2 separate regions of the Hordeum vulgare genome follow, and region 2 is linked to region 1. A link is a contact called in public Hi-C data. All regions are on one chromosome and are shown on one strand. The core of a region is the stretch at or near the end of the contact, and the rest is flanking DNA. Distances in the headings are between cores, read along the strand shown.

What was found. Hi-C and Micro-C count contacts between places; a contact is called where the count stands out from the background.
Region 2: a contact with region 1 is called in a Hi-C map of seedling, with 3 times the contacts expected there. The contact joins the promoter of LOC123410464 here to the promoter of LOC123407463 in region 1. A contact is called at or near these places in 2 of 6 Hi-C or Micro-C datasets (leaf and seedling).

Annotation. Positions count from the first base shown.
Region 1 is chr7H:81,405,207-81,410,935 of MorexV3_pseudomolecules_assembly, reverse strand. LOC123407463 (KAT8 regulatory NSL complex subunit 3) reads left to right here and starts at 2,096. Exons shown (of 6, transcript XM_045100596.1): 1 at 2,096-2,305; 2 at 2,511-2,572; 3 at 2,693-2,828; 4 at 2,931-3,003; 5 at 3,353-3,418; 6 at 3,699-4,104. The coding sequence starts at 2,160. The coding sequence ends at 3,920.
Region 2 is chr7H:81,906,504-81,912,232 of MorexV3_pseudomolecules_assembly, reverse strand. It overlaps LOC123410464 (GEM-like protein 1), which reads right to left and starts at 2,762. Exons shown (of 4, transcript XM_045103412.1): 1 at 2,293-2,762; 2 at 2,100-2,201; 3 at 105-376. The coding sequence starts at 2,620.

The DNA of each region.
Region 1 (5,729 bases), core at 847-3,346:
ATTGATCTTTTTTATTTATTTATCCACACAATTGATAATGGACATGGCGTGTCCGTGAAATTGGATATGTATTTTCATATTGTGTAGAATACTATTTTGATCCTTCCGATTTAAACTGCGCGAGAAATTTCTACATAAAGAAAACTCTGCATACAAAGTTGTGCATGTCATAATTTAATACAATGTGATTTAAAACTCATTTGAAATGCACTAATGCATGGTGCACGATAGAGGATTCTTATTCGTAAATCGAACAGATGTTAGTGGATCAATCTGAAATCCATAATAAATTTGACGAAGTGAACCCCGCATGTTCAAAATAACTATTGAAAAAATTAAGCACGAGAAAAACCAGTGGAAAATAAATACTCCTATATCTTACAAGGCCAAAAAAAATAAAATAAAAAGACGAAGATAGAATAACGCCCGAACAAATAAAATGTCGGTGGGCGATCCAAGAAAAGCTGCACACACCCTATAGGATGCTATGTGCGTCAGCTTGTCGCTGAATCGCACAAGCGCCCCTTCTATCGGGTGGCTCATTCGCGAGAAATAATAGCAGACGAATTCTGATGGCCCGAAGCTATAGCGATTTTTATCCTAATATTTTTCTCAGTTGATTTAAAAATACAAAAGTAAATATATAAATTTTTTAGCGCACGGCATACTTTGCGAATATTTCATAACATTGTTTGATAATGCGAACATTTTTTAAATTCGAAACATTTTTGGATTTTTAATCATTTTAACAAAAAAACAGGAACACTTATTTAAATGATGAGAATGTTTTTAAATTTTTGAATCCGTGAACAGTTTTTCTGACTCCCAACATTTTTTAAACTTTAGAAAAGGAATTAAATACACCAATGTCATTTAGAATCTGTGAATATACTTTCAAAACACGATAATTTGTTTAATACGAAACATTTTTCTAAAACACGAGTACAATTATACATTCATGAACATTTTTAAAAAATGCAAACATTTTCTGAAATTCCAAAGTTTTTAATGCAAAAAATGAAAGATGTTTATAAAAAACGTGATTTTTTTTTAAATAATAGAAACAAAACTTGGAAAGAAAAAGACGTAAACGAGTAAACAAGATAAAACCGCGGGGAACGCTACGCGTCCGCCGCCGGATGATTTTTAAAAATTACCCGTCACCTAGCTAGCTGTCAAATCCCGATCTAACGCCCCGCATCCCGCCGCATGATCAGTAGTTATTTCCTGAAACGACGCTCGAGTTGCGGAAACTTTCGCTTTGTTGCAAGAAATAAATTTTGGATCCGTTAATTCCTGAAACAACGGTCGAGTTTCAGAAACAATTTGCTTCTTGCAGATTTTTTTCTTCTTCGTCTTTCTGTAACATAGGTATTTTTACGGAAGAATTTTCTGTAACAACTGTCGAGTTTCAGGAATTTTTGCAACAAATGTCAAGTTGCGGAAATTTTGTCGTCTCTCCCTTCTCTGATCTGACGCCGTCGCTGCCCCACAAACCGGCCGCAGCACGCGCCCCGGCCCCCGCCCGCCCGCCACACTGGCGGCAGGGCAGCGCGGCCGCAGCCATGCCCCAGCTCGCCCAAGGTGTTCTCCTCCTCGGCGGCCGCAGCCTCCCGACGCTCCGCCCGTGCAGGAAATCCATGGCCTCCCCTTCCTCACGCGCCGGAGGGGACGCAGCAGGCCGGCGGCGGAGGGGAGGCCCAGCCTGTGGCGAGCACGGGTGCGCGTGGGCATATGGCGGCGACCTGCTGGCTCGTATGAGCAGTGGCGTTGCGGGAGCTTGAGATGGTGGTGGCCATGGCATGCTGCAGGAGCTGATTGAGAAGGAGATAAGAAGGATGTAGCAGTACGAGGGACACGCGTCGCGTGATGAAGGCCCTATGAAGAAAGGAACTGGAAAAGGAATACTTTCGCTATGAAGAAACAACAGGAAAAGAACGAATATAACTGGGTCCCCAAAAACAGGAAAATTGGACAGCTAATGGTGCCGGCCCAGTTTAAGTTGCTTGCCCCCTCCTGCCCTGTGCGTTTCGGCGGGAGTTTGCTTGCCGTAATGCGCGCGTAAAATTGGAAATGCCCTCCGTCTGCTTCTTTTCCCCAACCCCAGTCCACGGTAAAAAGCCCAAACTACAGTACTAGGTTTCCGCCAACCTCCCTCCATGGCTCGCAAGCGCCGCCGCGCGGATCAGCGCACGACGGCGCCGTCACCGCCTCCGCCCCTTCGGACTAAACTTACTCACCGGCAACCGGTGGTCGTCTTCGCCCACGGCGCCGGTGCCCCCTCCTCCTCTGATTGGATGACCCAGTGAGCTCTCTTTCTCTGCTTCTTCTTCACGCGCTTGACGGGTCTGCAGCCAGTATGCCCCCTCTTCGGTAGAATGTTCTCATTTGCGTGATGAAAGCTCTACCTTCATAAAATCAGTTGAATGAGGATTCCAGTTTGTGTACACATCTATCTGTGCTTGGTATCTGGATAGTAATGTTTAAGAACTGACAATTGGTTCTTCTAGCTGGAAGGAGATGGTGAAAGATGCCCTGGATGCCATTGAAGTAGTAACATTCGACTATCCATGTGAGTTTATTCAATTCCCCCTACTGCTAATTGTTTCTTTTTTATCTGAAGGTCCAGTTCTTAATGCTTGACCCATGTTCACTTAATGGTTGATGAATTAATCAAACAACAACACCGCAGATATGTCCGGTGGTAAACGGAGGCCTCCCCCGAAGGCAGACAAGCTTGTCGACCATCATCTCAGTGTGGTGAAGAATGCTGTGGCAGAGCATCCTGGTCACCCGCTTGTTCTTATGGGGAAGTCTATGGGTTCGAGGTAACATTTAGTGGTGTGATAATGTTGTTGCTTGTGCATCTTTTTGGTTTGTCATATGATCTGACTTCTGAGTACACTTTTGTGATGCTTCAACATTCTCAGGGTCAGCTGCATGGTAGCTAGCTCCGATGGTATCTGTGCTTCTGCGGTCATATGCTTGGGCTATCCATTGAAGGTATCCCCATTTTGCAGTGTGCACTTAGTATTTGGATTGCTTCCTGGTCTGTCTCCTTATTTAATTGTTGTGCCTGTGTTCTTCAAAGCTCAATACTACAATACACACCGAAATGGATTTGGATCTGCATCACAATTTAATTGTTGTAGAATACAACTATGTGTGCACAAAAATGGTTGTTGTATACAGATGTGCATGCTATTGTTTCTCATTTTTTGTTACAACTATGCAGTGATATTTTATATGACAATTCACTGTCATTCTGTATACAGACAATTCACTTTCTGAGATAGAATCACAAACTAAAGAAATTGTTCCTTTTGTTTTGCATCATTGCTTTCTTCAACAGGGAGCGAAAGGGGTAATGAGGGACGAGATACTACTAAAGCTGATCGTTCCAACAATGTTTGTGCAGGTACTGAAGAAAAATAGTTTCTATCTTTGTTTTCTGAATATCTGAAGTGAATGTTTTAGGGGTTGTTTGGAACACATAATCTGATAGGAAATTTATAGCAAACGGTTCAATTCCAACAAGAATATGAATTGTTTTCATGTTCCAAACAGGGTTGTAAATAGTACTCCCTCCGTCCCAAAATAACTGTCTCAACTTTTTGGGACGGAGAGAGTACAACTTAAAAATCTTGTCTTGTGATTTATTGAAAAAAAATCTTGTCTTGTGGTGGATGTGTTCACAGGGCAACAAAGATGGCCTATGCCCCTTGAACAAGCTTGAGTTAGTTCGGAAGAAGATGACCTGCAAGAATGAACTGCATGTTGTTGATGGTGGTGACCACTCTTTCAAAATCAGCCAAAAATACCAAAAATCTGCTGGAATAAATCAGCATGATATTGAATTAGAAGCTGTTAAAGCAATTGAACAATTCGTTCAGAACTCCATAGCAGAAAGCTTAACCTAGCTGTTCCTTCAAAAATTTCATATAACATCTAATGGTAGGTTCCTGATCCTAAGACTCTGCCATTTTAGGGGAAAGATTCTGGCTTTTGAATGATCTAACGTGATCATGTACTTTGTTCGGTGACTGGTTATATGTAAAACAATGCTATCGTCCCCCCTGAAATGTAATATGCTAGCTTGTATTATTTTGTTTTTTTATCATGCACCTTTTTGCCTTGCACCATACTTTCTTCATGATTGAGATAAACCGCACCAAATATGCATACATAAACTTGCTATTGCAGCTTATCTATGAACTGTAACTATTTCAATATCACTGGCAAGAGCAGTTCCCTCTGTAGTTTTCTGTGCTTTTGGTATGTTGTGGTCGTTTGGCTGTTTGATCTTTAATTAGGACTTCCTAATGCTTCACCTTGTATAGGTCTGTATGTATGGTATGCAAAAATAATAATAACCTAATGTTCGAGAGCCCTTAGGCTGCTAAAGTAGGAGACCGTTTTCTTCAACATAACATAATTCAGAGAATTAGAGTAAAATGCATCATAAGTCCTAAAACCATTGGAGGTGTGTCACTTTAGTCTTGCAACTTTGAAACTGTAGTTTTGTTTCAGTTTAGTCCTATAACTTTTAAACCGCAGTTTTGGATCCTAAAACTATTGGAGTTGCGTCAGTTTAGTCCTATAACTTTAAAACTGTAATTTAGTGTCCCAAAACTATTAAGTTTGTTCATCTTAGGTCCTAATGCTTGTATTGATGCCACGTTGACCCAATGGACCCACTAGGTTAACTTATAAAAGGTAAATATGCAAGAAAAACCCTAGAGTGTTGTCTCGCCTCATTCTCATGCCCTTGTCTTCTCCCACGCACAGAATGTTTGAAAACGACAATACAGAGGCCATCACTAGCATGATGGCTTGAGCTCCAGCAAGGAGGGTAGACCGGTCATCTTAGCCTCACCAAACAGTAGCAGAACCAAACGTCACACAATGTCCAATTGCTACCCACCTATGGCTATTGATGGGGCTGTGTCACTCTCATCGACCTTTGTGCCGGCTTCGAGGTATCCGGGCACTCCTTTGTGACGTCCTGCTCTCGTGCCCGAACAACAACCTGCACGACCAGCTCTACGACAAGGGTGTGGGGGCAACGACGATGTTGTGAGAGAAAGAAAGGGTGAGTGGGATGGCGTCCTCCATCTAGATTGGCTCAGGATCTCCCTAGCGGTTGTGTCGAGGAGAGGGGTGTCGTCCTTCATGCCGACTGGCTTGGGGTCTCCTCGATGGCCACACCAAACCTCTCAGTGAGGCTGCCCTGCAGCTCATGGCCACGCATGTGGTGGGCCTGCAGGTTGCAACACACACTCCCACATGGAAGCGTATAAACCTTTTTTGAGGATGTAAACTTATATAAGGGGCTCATTTGAGAAAAATGCACCATGGATGCTGGTCATGGAAGCTTAGGATCTGAGATGAACAAACTTACATAGTTTTGGGACCCAAAGCTGCACGTTTGAAGCTATAGGACTAGGAGCATCTCCACTCCCTCCCCCCCAACAGGCACTCATGGGCGACTTTTTAAGTGCTGGCGGTGCGAAATCGGCCCAGTCGCGCCCCCCAAGAGGCCGTTTTTGCCGGCTCGGGCCGAAATTGCTCCCGACGGTCCCAGGCCGAACCCAGCGTGCTGGGGTCGCTCGGGGGAGCTAGCGGAAAACGTTTTGGCGCGAAAACACGTTGGGCCCTTCGAGTCAGCGACTGGCCATGCGGTCGTCCTCCTCATCGACTCAGATGAGGAGGCGCTGGTGCTCGTTCGC
Region 2 (5,729 bases), core at 1,513-4,012, 500 kb before region 1:
ACTTCTAGTAACAGACTAGGTGAAAAATGATAAGTGAAGCAATAAGAACACACCTGACTTCATAATCTATAGACAGATGTTACGAGGAAGTGAATAACCCTTACCTTGTAGTAACTCCATTCTGTTTTATTTCCTGCTTTGTAAGAAAGAGGATTGTCACTGCAGAATGCAATTTTAGCTGTAGAAATGTACATAACTCCCATGACAGGACCAGCGGATGTTGATAGATAGCATGCGTAAGACATTTTCAGCTGCTCATCCGGCAGAATCTCAAACGTCTGTTTAAATATTTTTTCATAGCCACCTTCCGCTAAGACTTTTGTTCCTTGAGCCAGCCGTCCCATAGCAGCTTCAGTAAAACTAGGCCCTGTCTTGACTGTTGAGAGAAAAGGTTGTATTATCAGATATACAGGATACCATGTTAACAGTGAGGATAGAAGGTATTAATTATTAAACTTATCATTTAATGGTACTTCCCAGTCAAGGATAGAAGGTATTAATTGCTCCCTCCCTAAAGAAATATAATAGCATTTAGATCACTAAAGTAGTGATCTAAACGCTCTTATATTTCTTTACAGATGAATTAAACTTATCATATTAACTTAGTTCTGCCAGTCAAACACATGTATAGTCCTGGGTAAATGCAAGATCACGCAAAACATTGTGTTGGACATGTTACAGAAGGCAAGAGAGATTCTTAATTTGGTATCTACAAAGTACCAAAACTTCATCATTCTATATATACCATCTGAAAAAACTCCATTGGAAGGTTATTCAAGGAGCAATGATCGTAAGATCGATCTCTTCAGTTGGAAGTATAATTAAATGCTTGGAATGTATTCTGGCTTATGTGACAAATGTGCACCGAACTGTATGAATTCTTGACTCTTCTGTTGGAAATATATTCATGTAGAGAAAGTTTGCTATTTCCATGACAAATGGGCAATAAATGTATCACTGATTCATTAAAGTGTAAGGGCAGAACTGATGTCATTGTCAACATGTCACAGATTCTCATTAATTAATCTCTATTTGTTGAAAGGAATTTGTGCTAATTGCACGTAACAACAAGCTACACATGCATAAGCTGATTTGCATAGGTGAAGCGAGTAGTTAAATCTATAATGCATTAGCACTGCTCTTCATAAACTGGATAGATAGAAGAAACATCCAATCACTAGTTCTCGTCTGCATGGATCACTAAGAATACTACATACTGGAAATTTAGTATGGTTATTGAATTATTCAGAAGATGAAGAACACTTTCTCCCTTATAAGTCTTCTGGTACAAAATATATTGCCAGTTCTACAAAGCTAGATGTTTAATCCTAAGCCCCTAAGAGAAGGTTGGCACCTAAAAGGTGAGAGCAAATCTAGTGTCAATATGGCATGTTTCTCCTATATATGCATATGCTGGTTTCCATTCTTCCTGAGGAATTTGTGCTAATTGCCAGGAAGGACAGCCTATATGCATATTCTGATTTGCATTGATGAACTCGTCGTTTTAATTTCTTATACTCAATGAAGCTGCGATTATTCCATCAGTAGAAACATCACAAAGTTCAGACACATGAGGTGAATTGGATAAACAGAAGAAACACGCAAAAATTGCTTCTCATAAATGATTAAGTACGCTATATACTGGAAATTTACTATGGATATTAGATTATTAACTATGAAATAAATACTGAACTATCTGAGAACTCTGATTAAGGTTGTTGGCAGAATCATAAGCTTTGGGGAAACTGCTCACAAGTTTGAAGTTTAAAGTGCTGGTAAACTTAACATCAGTGCCAAAATAGGCATGGAAATCCACACCCGATGTTCAGGTACTGTGTTTTCTCAGGACAAAGATACTCATCCTTCTCCACCAGCTATTCCAATCCCCACAACTACATCAAGGAATCTCCTGAGGTTTTACTTTACAACTTTATTCGGTAGTAGTCATCATTTCTTCCATCCTTAAAAAGCTAAAAGCCTAGAACCTTGGGCCATGGCACCCAACCCCGCCCCTTGAAGAAATGAATCTCACAGACAAACGAAGAGCAAAGTATTATTCCCCTAGGAAACGTAGGGGGGTTAGGGCGCTGAGATCTCACAGTGCTGCCACGTGTCGCGGCTGAGGCTCTCGACCATCTTGGTGGTCTCCCCCATGGACTTCCCCCACCTGGAGAGCGTGTCCTTCATCGCCTCCACCGCGCCTGCGGCACACCGACAGCAAAACGGGATCAGGACCAACGGTATCCTCGTAAGGAGGGCGTGGCGGAGGCCGGATCAGCGGGTCGTTTTTACCCTTGGAGGAGGAGGCGGCGGGGCCGCGGGAGACGTACTGGCTGGCCTCCGCGGCGGCGGCGGCCGGCACGTGGGTGGGCGACTCGGACGTGAGCTTCTCGCTCCACGTGACGGTCTTGGGCTGCTGCTGCGGCTGCAGCTGCACCGGCGCCAGGGCCGGCGCGGAAGAGGGCGGATCGGCCGCCGCCTCGGGGGCCGGGGCCGGCGCCGGTGCTGGCGCGTGGGGAGAGGAGGGATCGGGCGCAGACAGCGGGTGCTGGGCCTCGGATTGGGGAGCGGCGGTCGGGGAGCCGACGGGCGGCTGCATCTCGGCGGCGGCCGGCTGCATCTGGAGGGTTCTCTCGGGCTTCTTCTCGCTGGCGAAGGGGGAGAGGAGAGGGAGGAAATGCGTTGCGCGTCTGGGGTGCGAGCCTTCGATGTGTGGGGGGGTTGGGCAGTAGTGCTGCGGGGGTCAAACCCGTCCTGTGTTTCCCTTGTGGGGAAGTGGCAGGACGCACGCGACTCCGCCGCGATGTTGTGCCGTGCCGTGCCGCTGCAACGGGCGACTACGCGGCTGGGTTGCTTTCCTTCGGCTCGTCCTCTCACGAACACAATGGTGCACAACTCTGAGACCTTTTTTCTTTTTCTTTTGGCAAACCCTTATTTTTTTTTATTTTTTTTTTGAACTGGAAATATTTCATTCCATTAATCACCGTGCCAAGCAGAATCGCCGGCAACGAGACCTTGGCAAAGGTAGGAGCAAGACCCGGCCATACGGCTTGGGGTGCAAGCACCATCTTCGATCCATGCAGCGCAAGAACGTCTGCAACCTTATAACAAGCCCGTGGGCAATGAACAAAGTCGAAAGAAATAAAATTTAGGGAAGAAAAAACTTTGATCTCTTTAAACAAAGCACCGTTTGGAGCGAGGTCATAACTAGATGTCTTGATTGCCGAGACCAGCAGAGTAGCATCTGTTTCCACCACCACATTGCCAATGCCCAACTCTTGTGCCTTGTGTATAGCTTGGATGCAAGCTTCAGCTTCAGCTTGTAATGCATCATTGACATGATCTAGCCGTCCCGCAGCAACAACCACGACATCCCCCTCATGATCCCGGATGATGTACCCCCAACCACCTGTCAAACTTTCTTTGTGGAAACTGCCATCAATATTTATTTTGAGTATGTCGGCTGCTGGTTTTGTCCATCCTTTAAGAAGATTCCCCTGTGCTTGTTTCACCCCGCCAAAGAACTCTCTGTACTCATCTGTTGTTCGTTTTATCTGCCATACTAGTGTTTCGACATTGATTTGTGTCTTCTTCACTCTATATTTGTTCCGCGCATTCTACCAGTTCCACAGCAAAGAAATAATAACAGTCGTTTGTTAAAGGGGTCCGGAGAGCAACACCCGCATTACTTCCTTTGGCTCATGTGAAATCATACATACCCGCCACACCTGTTCTAAGCCAAGGATGCGCCAAAGTTGTTTCACTCCTTTGTACTGGAAGAACAAGTGGCTCCCATCTTCGTCCCTTCGCTGGCAGACTGGGCATAAGGTATCTACCTCAATGCCTCTTCTTTGTAGATTTTTTGCACCGGTAGGCTATTAGTAGCTATCCTCCACATGAATTGTTGGATTTTCATAGGGCACGGTGATCGCCATATCGCTGTCCAGTTGAAAACCTCTACTCTTTCGGCAATACCTCATATCTCTCCTGCAGCCACATCTTGCATTTTTTTGCAGAATTTGTATGCAGATTTACCGAGAAAACACCGCGGTGGTCTGGGTGCCAAGCCCAGCAGTCCTGCAGCTCCTCCTTGATGGGGATCGTCATGATAAGTTGCGCGTCAAGGGCCCAGAAGATAGACGACACAAGTTGTTTGTCCCACGACGCCGTATACGGGTCCATCAACTCCGCTCCTGTCGATATGATAGTGTGTCCCCTTGGGGTGAAAGGCCGCCTGTCCCAGTTGCGGGGAATCCATGGGTCCTCCCAAATTTTGACTGTGGTATCGTCGCCCACTCGTTTGATAATCCTCTGCTTAAGCACCGCCACACCTTGCAATATGCTACGCCATGCATATGATATCCCGTCCCTAGCTTCGGCGTTGAGGATGTCTGTGTGTGGATAGTATCTAGCTTTTAAGACACGTGCACAGAACGACTCTGGACTGTCCAAAAGGCACCAAGCCTGCTTTGCTAGCATAGCTAGGTTGAAAGTGTGCAAGTCTTTGAAACCCAACCCTCCTTCATGTTTGGATCTTGTTAGTTTCTCCGCAGATAGCCAATGGATCTTCTGGTCATCCTCCTATTGCGCCCAAAAGAACCTGCAGATCATAGCCGTCATCTGCTTGCATAAACCCTTTGTAAGATCAAAAACCGACATTGCAAAGACTGGAATGGCTTGGGCACAAGCTTTTATTAGGATCTCCTTCCCAGCTTTTGTCAATAACTTTTCCAGCCATCCCTGAATACATTGCCACATTCTGTCTTTTAGGTATGCAAAAGCTTTGGTTTTTTATTGACCAACAAAAACAGGCAGCCCCAAATATCTCTCGTTCCAAGTCTCTCTGGTTAAACCCAAATGATCCAGTAGTTTCCTACGGATATCCCTTCTTGTATTCTTACTGAACATGATGGCAGATTTGTCAATACTTATTGTTTGCCCCGAGCATTCTTCATACAATTTCAGGATATTTTGCAAATGAAGTATAGCATCTTCTGTAGCTTTCAAAAGAATCAACGAGTCATCTACAAACTATAGGTGATTAAAACTCGGAGCATTTCGGCATATTTTAACTCCCTCCATTATCCCTTCTTGTTGGGCACTGTTTAGTAGGGATGAAAAAGCTTCCGCACAGAACAAAAACAGATATGGTGATATTGGGTCTCCTTGGCGCAGTCCTCTCCCCGGAACTATGTTCTCCGTGATAGTATCATTAAACCTGAATCTGTATTGTACCGTGGTGCAACACTTCATAATCAGCTTGATCCAGGACTCCTCAAAACCCATCTTGTCCATCATCGCCTGCAGAAATTTCCATTCAACTCTATCATATGCCTTGCTCATATCAAGTTTGAGGACCGCATACCCCACTTCCCCCGATCTTTTATTCTGCATAAAACGGGTGACTTCATAGGCAAGCAATATGTTATCTGTGATCAAGTGTCCCGGTATAAAGGCACTCTGATTTGGAGCAATTACCTTTGGCAGGATCTGCTTTAGCCTGTTTACTATTACCTTAGAGATTAATTTATAGATCACGTTGCATAAATTGATAGGGCGTAAGTCCTTCATCCTTTCCGGGTTTGAAACTTTGGGGATCAACACCACACAGGTATCATTCCACGATTCAGACATCTCTCCCCCATGCAGTACGCAAGGAACCTCCTCGAGCACCTTATCGCCTATCGTCTCCCAGTACCTCTTGTAAAAGACCGCCGGCATACCATCTA